Regions from separate parts of the Mus musculus genome. Here region 2 is linked to region 1. A link is a contact called in public Hi-C data. All regions are on one chromosome and are shown on one strand. The core of a region is the stretch at or near the end of the contact, and the rest is flanking DNA. Distances in the headings are between cores, read along the strand shown. Region 1 has its middle 6.4 kb from the start of Gm41036. Region 2 holds the start of Mrps27 (mitochondrial ribosomal protein S27).

Evidence for each region. A called contact is a pair of places that touch in the nucleus more often than the background predicts.
Region 2: a Hi-C map of the C2C12 cell line shows a contact between it and region 1, with 3 times the contacts expected there. The contact joins the promoter of Mrps27 here to the enhancer-like site in region 1. A contact is called at or near these places in 17 of 39 promoter capture datasets (the 3T3-L1 cell line, 3T3-L1-derived adipocytes, the C10 cell line and 9 more), 7 of 484 Hi-C or Micro-C datasets (the C2C12 cell line, bone marrow-derived macrophages, muscle stem cells and 2 more), 13 of 115 datasets of contacts at active chromatin or transcription factors (bone marrow-derived macrophages, cardiomyocytes, embryonic hindbrain and 7 more) and 3 of 9 other capture datasets (adipose tissue, liver and macrophages).

What each region holds. Positions count from the first base shown.
Region 1 is chr13:99,167,163-99,173,003 of GRCm38.p6, reverse strand. No RefSeq gene overlaps it. Among named protein-coding and RNA genes, the nearest start is that of Gm41036, 6.4 kb to the left of the region's middle. Within about 2 kb of position 3,338, at least 37 of the 459 cell types and tissues checked have an H3K27ac peak or open chromatin away from gene starts, as enhancers often do. A contact at or near this core is called in the C2C12 cell line, the SN4741 cell line, adipose tissue and 4 more, where this site is marked.
Region 2 is chr13:99,341,899-99,347,739 of GRCm38.p6, reverse strand. Mrps27 (mitochondrial ribosomal protein S27) reads right to left here and starts at 2,954. Exons shown (of 11, transcript NM_173757.3): 1 at 2,865-2,954. The coding sequence starts at 2,937. Ptcd2 (pentatricopeptide repeat domain 2) reads left to right here and starts at 3,062. Exons shown (of 10, transcript NM_026873.2): 1 at 3,062-3,176; 2 at 4,335-4,427. The coding sequence starts at 3,071.

The DNA.
Region 1 (5,841 bases), core at 2,089-4,588:
CATCTTTCTCTTCGTGGGGATGTGTCCCATTTCCAGACAGATGAGTAAGTATGAACACTGCAAGGACACCTGAGCTTTTCCCTGGAAGCACACACAGTTTCACTCCCACCATGTCGTGGTTTGAATACCATGTCCCAATACGGTTCACACTTTGCGCTATTTTGGAAGCTAGGGGAACCTTCTGGAAAGTGGGGCTTTGATGAAGGAAATGGGTTGCGTGGGTCTTGGAAATTATGGCCCAGCTCCACTTCCTGCTTCCTGCTCTCTGGAGATGCAGCATGGTGAGGAGTCATGACTGGGGGCTGCTCCCACCTCATGCCTTCTCCACCATGATAAACTGTGCTCTCAAACCATGAGCCAAAGTGAACTCTCCCTCCCTTGAGTTATTTCTAGTAATTTAAGTCCTTTGTGCATGAACAAGTGGCTGAGAGGAGCTGAAAAGTTCACAGTCATGGTGTGAGAATAGAAAACCAAGAAGATTTTCCTTTAAGACTATCTGTAGAAACTTCAGTTTCTAGTAATTGAAGACTAGGAAATCTGGACAAGTCTCGCATTAAAGGTGCCCAAAGAAATGGATGGAAAGACCTTTGAATTGCTTAAAGTAGTGAAAAATTAAAAAAAAAAAAAAGAAAGAAAAAAAGAGAAAAATTAACAAGCTAGTGAGGGTTTACAAAATGAAAAGTTAGATGTGGAAAAGCCAGAAAACAAAAAACAAGACTAACATTCAAGTTGGATTTCATCCTAAGGGCATCTGCCAATCCCTACAAAACTGGTTAGTAACTCAACTGTACTTTTGTGGGATGTGGGTGCCAGTGAGGAAAAGCCAAGACCTGCTATCCACCAAAGGTGAGGACTCTAATCACCCACCCTACTTCAAGCTGTCATTCCAGAATGGCAGCTTCTTCAGACAACATGAATTGTAAGTAGACAAATTCTTGAAAAGAATTTCTGTCCTGATTTATGTTACAGAGGTGGTCCAGAGAGCCACTAATTTTGGCTTTGGTTTGATCTGTATTTGAAATGTAAGAATTCATCAAAAGAAAAAGAAAATTCTCTTTGGAAAAAGATGCTATTGATTCTCAAATACCTTAAAGTATGAGTGCCAAGAATAACCACTCATACACAGATACAAGCACACAGAGAAAAATCAAACACAACAGAAATAACAGGCAACACAAGCAGACCCAAGAGCATTGGAGACGGCAGTTGCTGGTATTTTTAGTCACCAACCATAAGGTTATATAAGAAATGATCAAAGACATATATCCATAGATCAGGAACACTAGCATGTCGATACACAGCACTCCCAGATATAACACAGTGGAGCCACAGGAACTGATGGTTTGTGTATACACAGGGAGAACGTGTTACCTTCAAAGGTGTAAAATAGCTGACTTTTCAAAGTCAATAATGGAAGTTAAAAGGCAATAAAACGGGCAGTGGTGGCTTGTGCCTTTAATCCCAGCACTTGGGAGGCAAAGGCAGGTGGATTTCTGAGTTCGGGGTCAGCCTGGTCTACAGAGTGAGTTCCAGGACAGCCAGGGCTACACAGGGAAACCCTATCTCAAATAAATAAATAAATAAATAAATAAATAAATAAATAAATAAATAAATAAATAATATGATCAGCAGTGAAAGAAAACATATGGTCACTTAGAATCCTAAAATTCTAGTATCAAAAATTCTATTATCATTTGCTTAAATGAGTTTTGGAAGTCCCAGAACTCATACTTAAGGGTGAAATAAAAGCATCTGGATGTAAGACCCAAAGTCCAAAACCCAAGATGCAAAAAGAAATAAGGACAAACAACTTATCTAGTAAAAATGTTTTAAAATTGCATAGAATTATAAGTTGATAAATAGCAAGTTAGTTGAGATGTAAGTAAAAATTTGATATTACCAAACTACATAGGACAAGATTAAGATCAGTAATGCAAGGTTAAAATAAAATATTTGGTAGAAACTATAATTTTAGACTAGCTACCAAAAAATAGATAATTCTAAAATAACAAAATTTCTAAACAAATAAAAGAGAAAAACAATACTTTAAAAACTTAGCCAATCCAGAGTCAAGGAGAGAGAGACAGAGAGAGACAGAGATAGAAAAAGAGAGCGAGAGAGACAGACAGACACACACACAGAGAGAGAGAGATGATAAATGAGGTAGGACATTCCAGAATCACCAAACAATATAATAGACTAGACCTGCAAGTCACGAGTAATTACATTAAATGTAAATGGGCTAAGCCTACTCTTACTTAGTGAATGCCCAGTGAGAGCTGTGGGTACTCATGAGGCTACACACTGAGTTGACAGTAAGTAGTCTAAATTCCAGCTCTTAGCTAAGCCTCAACAGAACTTGGGATTCTGAGCAATTCCCACACAGGAAATGAGGTCATCAGGTTGGATAATGAGTGCTCCTCAGCCTATCCTTTCCAATTTTGAAACTATTCTTACGGCCTTTTTTAGAGTCTTAGTCTTCTGTGACTAAGAGCTGGTTATGCTCCCAGAAGGAAAGGAACGCCCTCTGCTGAAATAAAATGGAATTATTTTAACTGCAGGTATCTTATGGGTCAAGATATCAGAGAAAACACATGGAACTGGAATTTGGGAGAGAGGACTGGGAGGAACACTGCAAAGACACCATCCCTTCTGAGAGAGATGAAGAAAGAAATCTCTGCATGGTTTTATTTTCCCTGGACATACACAATATCTGGATGTGACCCTTAAAATGTCACCATCCGCTGACTTTGAATTGTGCCGGATGAGGGCAGAGTGGGAACACGACAAGAGTGTGTCAGGACCCACTGAGATGCTATGTCAGTAACCTTTATTTTCAAACCTTGGACACATCACCTCTTTACTCTTTATGCTACTTTGAGTGGAGATTATGTTTTACGGACTGGAAACCTGCTACCCGATGCTACCTGTTTCCATGGGACCTAGTAGTGAGAGGGTCACCTAGTCCAGTGATGACGGATACAAATAAACATGGATGGTCCATATGAGTCCAAGTAGTTTTAGTGACCACATTAGAAGGAAATTTCAATTATATATTTTATTCAGTACAGTGTGTTAAAATATCACCATTTAGACACAGAATCAGCACAAATATTGAAGAGAGACTTTACAATCAGTTTTACATTAACACTTCAAAACCATTACCTTTAGCACATGTCCCTACTCAGGCTAGCCTGACGCTGTACGTGGCTAGTGGTTGTCTATCTAGACGGTTCTCCACAGCATCAGGTGGCACAGCCGCTGCCCTGGACACTGCTGCACCCAGGGTTAGCAGTGAATGAACGACATAAACATCTGGAGTGCAGCTTGCCCAGTCAGCCTTGCAGGCCTGAGAGCCAGAGTGCACTCCCTCCTCAGCCACGTCAGAGCTTCTCCCAGAAACACCCAGGGTTGGGAGTGTGCCCAAGTCACTTGGCAGGCCTCTTCCCTAGCTGGGGACTATTCTGCAGGGACTGAGTCTTGTCCTGACCACAAACTACAGTCATGACTCCACTTGCAATCATAAGGAGAAGAGCCTCTTGCCTCTCCGTTGCTGCCATGGTTGCTCTTCATTGTCAATGTAGGGGATTTAAAAGTGGCCTAAGAGACAAACCTTTGAGAGCATCTTTGAGCATGTCACCGGGGCATTTCCAGAGAGCATTAACAGAGGGGGTAAGACTAACCTTGAGTGTGGGTAGCACTATCCTATGGGCTAGGGTCTTAGACGAAGTGAAAGGATGAAGAACACAAACACAGCACCCACCCTCGTCTGTCTCTGCTTCCCAAGGCAGAGGCAGTGTGGCCGGCTGTCTGACACATCCAAGACCATGCCTTACCATCGTGATGAACCAGATCTCTTCTTTTACACCTATCTATACACATTATTAAGTAGACTTTAATTTATTAAACTATTACTTATTCTCTCACCATTTGAAATGTGTATAATTAGTTCGATTATAGTCACTACTGGTTCCCCCTCCCACTAAACCCCTTCTTCCCAACAGGGCCTCCTTTCACTTCCATGTCGTTTTTTGCTGCCCACTGTGTTTAATTATGGTTGCATGGTCGGGGGGTTGTTTGTTTGAACAAAGAAAACTCACACCACTAAGGAATGTGACTCTCTCTCCCCCAGCCTTAGCTGCCTGTAGCCCTTCAGGTAAGATAGAGTTTCATAAGCCCCTCTCCCATTTGTGATAGAATGTTAATGGTTTCTGTGTAGACAGCCACGTGTGCTATGTGTAAATGGGTCTAAGAGCCAGGTCAGGTCCACAGGGTAGTCACTGCTTCTCATACCCTGCCCTTATATTCTTTCCCACAATGATGTCTGGCCCTTTCGGGGGTGGGGGGCAATACAGATCTCCTACTTAAGAGCTAAGCACTCAATGCTCACTTATTACCAGTCTTCGTGAACTGCCTTCCAGTGCCAACAGAAGCTTCTCTGGCCAAGACTGAAAGCATCCCTGACATGGTTATAAACATAAATATTTAGAAGGAAATTTGATACAGTGTACTTTAGCCAAGTGACAGTAGCATGTTGCCATCTAGGGTCTATCACGTCTCCACTGGACTCTCGGTGAGGTTTCCAGGACTAGGCACAACTCTCTCCTGTGAAGTAGGCTCAAATCCAGTCAGGAATTGGTTACCGCACAACGGCCATACCACCGTTGCACAGTGGGGACCTCTTGCCCGGCAGATTGACATTGAAGTCTTCGATGTTCACACCTGGGAACAATAGTTGACGCCATGTCTCCTCCAACAGCCCGCATAGCGCCTTCCAGCTCTGAAGCTGCCAGCTCAGTCTTAGCTTGATCTCTCTGTCTGGCAATCAAAAGGTGTGGCATCCTCAGCAATGGCATATTGTCACCTCTCCTAGTGGGCAATGCAACCAGCCATGTCATTCTGGAGGTCTCTGGGAGGTCCCACTGGGAGCATTGGGATTTTCATGTAATAGCACACGACTTCTAAGAAAAGCATTGTCCACATATGCTGGGTACCTTCCTTCAAACTCACCCCCTCTTCCTTTTCACCATCGTTGTCTTCTCCTTCTGATGTGTTTTTAATTTGGTTATCAAGTAAGTTTCCACATATCTTAGTCTTGGTTAGCTTTCCACGTCAGCTCCTTGTCTCTCCCACTCTTCCCCCATCCCCATTTAAACTTTGCATTCCCAGTACCCTTATCTTCTCTCAGGTAATATATTGTACTCTCTTCTCTTCCGTAAAGCCCCTCTCCCTCCTCTCCTACTTCCCTCCCTCCCCTACCCCCCACCCCTACCTCCACCTCCACCCCCCCACCCCCCCCACACCCCCGTCTCCTTTCTGGCATCTTCACCTCTACAGGCACTCAGGTTACACACACAAATCTGAAAATTCAAAGGAAGCCCCTACATTCGAGAAAACATGTCTGCCTCTGTGGAGCTCAGTTCTGTCACCAGTGATACTGTTTCCCATTTCGATCCATTTCCTGCAGATTTAATGATTTTATTTTTATTTACAGTTAAATAAAATTCCATGGTGTAGGTACACTACATTTTCATTATCTAGCTGCTGTTGAATGCCTAGGTTGATTTTATTCCCTAGCTATTGTGAATAGAGTAACAATGAACACTGATGTGCAGGTAGCCCTGCAGCAGGTTAGAGAGTCCTTTGGGGTATTCCCAAGAACAGTAGAGCTGTGCTATATGGTAGCTCTGTTGTTGTTGTTGTGTTATTGGTGATATGTGGGAGGCATCGCATGCTCTAATGCATATGTGGTAGTTAGTGAATAAGTCTCCTGAGCCAGCTCTTTCATTCCACCTTGTTAAGGCTGAGTCTCTGCTGGTATTCCTGTCACGCTGTGCACTC
Region 2 (5,841 bases), core at 1,705-4,204, 180 kb before region 1:
AATGAAACACTATTTAGCGATTTAAAAATAAGAATCCTGGGCTGGAGAGATGACTCAGTAGTTAAGAGCACTGACTGCTCTTCCGAAGGCCCTGAGTTCAATTCCCAGCAACCACATAGTGGCTCACAACCATCTGTAATGGAATCTGATGCCCTCTTCTGGTGTGTCTGAAGACAGCTACAGTGTACTCACATACATAGATAAATAAACCTTTAAAAAAAAAAGAATCCTGAAAACATTATGGTAAGTGAAAGATACCAGCCTCAAATTATGTCCCACTTAAAAGAAGCATTAGAATAGGGGAATCTAAAGAAAGGAAGCAGGTCACATGTCACCTAGAACTGGGGACGGGGGCTGAGGGAGTAAGAGTGACTAGCAACAAGAGATATAGAGTGTGATAAAAACATCCTGAGTTGGTTGGAAAGATGCTTGCACAATGCTGAAAGTCACACAACTGTGTACTTCAGTGAGTGAGTTGTACTGCATGTGAAGAGAAGGAACTCTAAAATAAAAGGCAGCTACCCAGAGATCATAACAGATCACACAAGGATTACAACCTGAGTTTTATGTCAGTGAAGAGTGACTGCGGATGACACCTAACTTTGATTTCTAGCCTCTACATACATGCATTCATAAAAGCACGATGCAAGCATGCATTCACACACGCACACACACACACACACACACATCTTTCTATGATGCTTTGTGCGTGTCATAAAGTCATAAAGAGCAAAGGTTTCTCCATCACTGCATACAAGCTGAGGTTCTAATAACGTCACAACCAAAGAATTTCTACAGCCAGGGGCAAAAGATGAAAGGAGATGGACACAAAGTGGAAGATCTAGATCAGACTCTCAAACTTTTTATGCATATGAGTCTCATTAAAATGCAGATAGTTTCTCTGTAGGCCCAGATTGCAGAGAGATTCTACTTATCCGACAAGTAACCCAGTAACAACATTCAAAGTGCTCAAAACACATCTGAATGAGTAAGAGTCTTCAGACTCACAGGCTTAGGTCTGGGCCTTGCCAGTCCCCCTCTGCACGTGCCATTCAAAATGTCTCCAAGCATTTTGTTTGTTTGTTTTGTTTTTAAAATAAGAAAATAATGTGATTGTGAAAATAGACAAGCTTTAGCAGCACAATTTAACTTTTAGCCCTTGTGGTGCCAATAATAAATGCTATGAAGATTGGGCAGATCATACACCTCTGTATCTTTTTCATCATACACAAAATGAGGGATACCACCTATCAGCAGGGTGGTTAAGGCTCACTAATGCCTGTCTACGAATTATGGTACCCAGTAAGTTTCCTTCCCCTGTCCTTTTCACATACCTGTTGTTGCTCTATCTCAGTTCATTTTTCTTCTATCTTTTTGATCATTTGGGCTGTATTCTTTCATCCTATTTTAAGTAGACTATGTAGAAGTCTTAAAGTGTTGCATATACTGACTCATCTGTCATGAATTTGTACAAGCTGAGTACTTGAATTAGGGTATTTATACACTGATGTACTTATATTGCCTTCCTATAGCCTCCATCTGTGGTCTAATGCAGTGTCCAAAAAACTTCTGTAGAAATAAAAATGTTACATTTTAAATTGTCCAAGACAAAAGACATCAGCTACATGGATGTACTGACCACATAAAACACTAACTGCCGTGAAGAAACTTAGTTTTTAATCTTATTTATCTTCAACTTAAATTTAAATAGCTACAAGTACTAGCAACTACCAAGTTGGGATAGCTTCAGAGTATAAACTGCCAAAGTAAAGGTTCTCTCAAGTTGCTCTGTGTAGTTTCCATTCCTTTGTTACAATAGTTGCCCCAGCCATTATAAGCAACCAACTTACTCTCCTGTATCTACTAGTGTGGGTCTTATGAAACTTCAAAGAATTTACTACCAATCACAATTAAATATGCCAAATAGCTCTACAAAGCACTCTTAGTGCCAAATATTGTTCGTATCAATTTGTCAAATGTGTGATATGAAGTGTTCTTGCCAGGTAGTTCAAACACTTTATCTTTAGAAAACTCTTGAGGACAACTGTGGAGTTTTTAAATGGCTGTACACTTACAGGAGTGAGAGCAAGTGAGCATTGCTTCTCTTTTTGTGACTGGTGTTAAGGGAGTCTGATTGAAAACAAGCAGCATTGCAAACATCCAAGTGTGGTTAGTTCATTTTACTTCTGTTATCTGGCACATCTTCAAGGATTACGAGATTGTAAGCACTACAAACTCGGGTTTTGCAAAAACTTCAAAACGTATTTTCACCATTAGGTACCCTAAAAAGGCTTTGAGTGATTATGTGATTCAACTCAAGCCATCAAATCGCTCTGCTTGTTTACCTACTGGTGGAAAAAAAAAAAAAAAAAGAAATGTCAGGCAGAAGTTGTGGCCAAGGTCACCAGGTAAAGTGAGGCTAGTGTTGAAAAATTCTTTCAGGAGATGAAGACCAAGGGTTCGGGTCATCAAGTACAAGGCAGTGAGGGAAAACTTTTGCCTGATGACCCTCCAAAGAAATCTCAGGGGAAGAAAACTGTTCTAGCCCACGGAGTGAACATATTTGGGTTTTTCATGATCACCAAGAAGTCTACTAATTTAATACATTAAACTTGCAAGACATACGCAGAACCTCATGCTACAGCCTTCCCCTACTTTTCAAAAGTTTGGAATGGCGGGTACTAGCCTTAAAGAAGAGGGATTATTTTTCCTTTCTGGGTTACCAATACCCTAAACGGCTTCTCTAGCAACCGGATCCCAGACGCACTTATGCGCTTCCTGGAAGCCCATCACCCCCTTCCTTCAATAAACAGCGTGCTGGGAGGCCTAAATGGAGCTGCAGCTCCAAGGCAGCAGCCACCAACCTGCGAGGCAAAGGCGAGACGCGTCTAGTCGCCGAGCCAGGAGCATCCCACACCGCACCATGGGAGCCGCCATCTTGGAGCGCACCAAGTGGAAGGCGGGCGTGGGGGGACAGGCACAGAGCCCGCCTCCGCCGGAAGTGGTCCTACCACCTCAGAGGTCCCCCCTGCCCGGGTCCCGCAGATGGTGCAGCCCGGCCCGGAACAACATGGCTACAGTGTTTCGGCCCCTGGAACGCCTGCGGGTGCCGCGTCCTTCGCTGCATCCCGGGGTGACGGGCTCAGGCTCCGCCTGCTGCCGCTGCACTCTCGGAGGTACGAGCGGCCGCACGCCTGGAAGGAGGGAGGGTGGAAGAGAAGGGAGCGTGAGCCCACCGCGGCCTCTCTTTTTGGAGGAGGCTCGTGCGCCCTTTCCCTTTTGCTGCACGCGTGAGCAGCCCGGTTTGCTTCCGGACTGTGAACCCCTCTGCTCTGTGCCTGGAAAGCAAAGGGCAGCTAGGGACTGCACTTGCAAAGGTCCAAGTTGCTCTTCGAGAACATACCTCAGTCGTCGGGTGTCCTTTTCTGCAAGGTTTTGGTGCGGAGTTTAAGAGATGGGAACCCAAGCTGTGCTGCTTACATTCTCAAAGACTCGAGGCAGGCGTCCTCATCCCCCAAATTATTCCTTACCGCCTTTCTGAAGGCGTGACTGCTATTGATAATAAAATTATTATAATGTGGGCGCGCACACACACACATAGCATCCAGTGACAGAGGTACCCTTCTTCATTTACAGAATAGGAAGTAGACAAGGTTGTCACTCGCCCAAGGTCACAGGGAGCTGGCAGATGCTGTATTTGAACTAAAGACCCAGATCTGACAGCGTCACAGGACTGCCTTTTCATAAACAACTATTTTTGTTACTACCTTACTGTGTCAGATCTCAGTGCACGGTTCATCTGTTTTTATCTCATGCACAGCCAACGATGCAGAAGGGTACATTCCAGACTTGCTGATCTGTGGTCAGTGATTTCTGATCTAGGGTTACTGAGTCCAGATCTGAAAGGCTATCTTCAGTGCCGAAGTTTCAAAACTGGAAGTCATGATATAGCTTTTCCCAATATTTCATGTTTCTCCCAAAATAAACCAAGCAAAAGTGTGTGTGTGTGTGTGTGTGTGTGTGTGTGTAGGTGTCTGCAGTGTGTGTGTGTGTGTGTGTAGGTGTCTGCATTGCTAGCCCCCAACTAGATAGCAAATGCCCATTTGTTCTTCATAGCTCATCTTGTCAACCAGTCTTCACACTCCATCAATCCCTACCTCTTTCAAATGTAAGACTTGCATTCAATACTTGACTGGAGATGTTTGCTTCTCACCAGGGATATATAGTATTTGTACCTCTCTGGATGGATCCTTTAGAGGCAACCATGCTCTTATTTGCTGCGGGGGAGGGGGAGAGCAATCAAAATGACTTTATTTTCTTTTTCTACTTTTTAGCTAAAAGATACCTACTCACAGATAACATTGTGAAGTTAAAGGAATTTCAACATAAGAAGATAGCTATTGCATATAACCTACCTGGCACCAAAGGTAATATCTGTTTTATTAATTCTTTAATCGTCTGTCATTCATATTTCTCCTTTGTCTCTATTCACTCTTTCAAGACCTATCTCATAGAGAGAAAAAAGACAGAGTGACCATTAGTTTCCTCATCAACCCTTTCTCTCAGACTCTGGTACTTCAAGTCCATGGCTCTTCCTTTAGCCCTGCCCCTAGGAACCCCACGAAAATAGTGATATTAGCCCTGTGGCCAGTCATCTAGATCTCTGCTGCTCAGAATATGATTTGAGGACCATCATCAGCATCAATTGGGAGATCGATAGAGATAGACTTGGAAAGGCAGCAGATTGGAATAGACTACATAGTTCAAGAGTCCAGGCTTTCAAATGTTGATTAAGTATACCGTAGACCTGTGATATACTTGTAGGTCAGTAAGACCATGGTGTGGTAGTACATTTGGATTTTTCACACTTTAGAATCTAGGATTTACTTTGAAAAGCTCACTGTATTTAGGCTACACAGAAGAATCAAAATTAGCAAACTTGGCACCTGTTAAGACTGATTGCCAGATGAGGGTCATTATACTGGTTTTTTTTTTTCCCTCCTACTTTTGAGAGATACTTAAGGAGTTAAAAGTGCTTGCTGCTATTCCAGAGAGCCTGAGTTCGGTTCCTAGCACTCACATTGGGTGACTTAGAACTGCCTATAATGGTCTAGCTTCAACTCCTCCGTTGCCCTCTTCTGGTCTTTGCAGGCATAAATGTGCACAAACCTTTGTGCAGACATGCATGCCTGCATAAAATCAAAATATTTAAAACATGTAAAAAGCACTAAAAACATGAGGACACCAGTTCTTTGGCTTTAGTCCCTGTCATATCTTAGCAATCTTGTGTTCATTCCCTCTGTCCTGCAGGTTGAAGACTTCAAACTCCTTGATAAGCATATCTAAGACTTCCTCTGGCTTTTGTTGATTCGTTTTTAAAAGACCTCATTGGTTACTATTGACCTAAGACAGTTTCACATATGAACATCACACCCTGCCCACTCTTACCATCATCTCCCTACCTCCACTTCTAAACCTTTCTCTCACGTTCCTGCCTATGCAGCTTGCCTTGTGACCCTCTGATACACACCCAACACTCCTTCCTCTTGCCACCGCCAGTTCCCAGCCAGATCCCACTGAGAGACTGACTGACACTTCATGCCTCCATCCCTCCCGTCCTGTTCCTTCTCACTGCTTTTCAGGGTCAAGCCCTAGCAGTCAAGGAGGCAGTCTGTGGGCGTTTTGCTTGCATGTATGTACTATGTGTTTGCAGTGCTAAGGCCAAAAGAGTGCACTGAGTCCTCTGGAGTTCCAGAGAGTGGTTAGCTGCCATGTAGACCCTGACTGTGTGCCCTCTACAACAGTAACAAGTGCTCTCAACAGCTCAGCCATCTCCAGGCC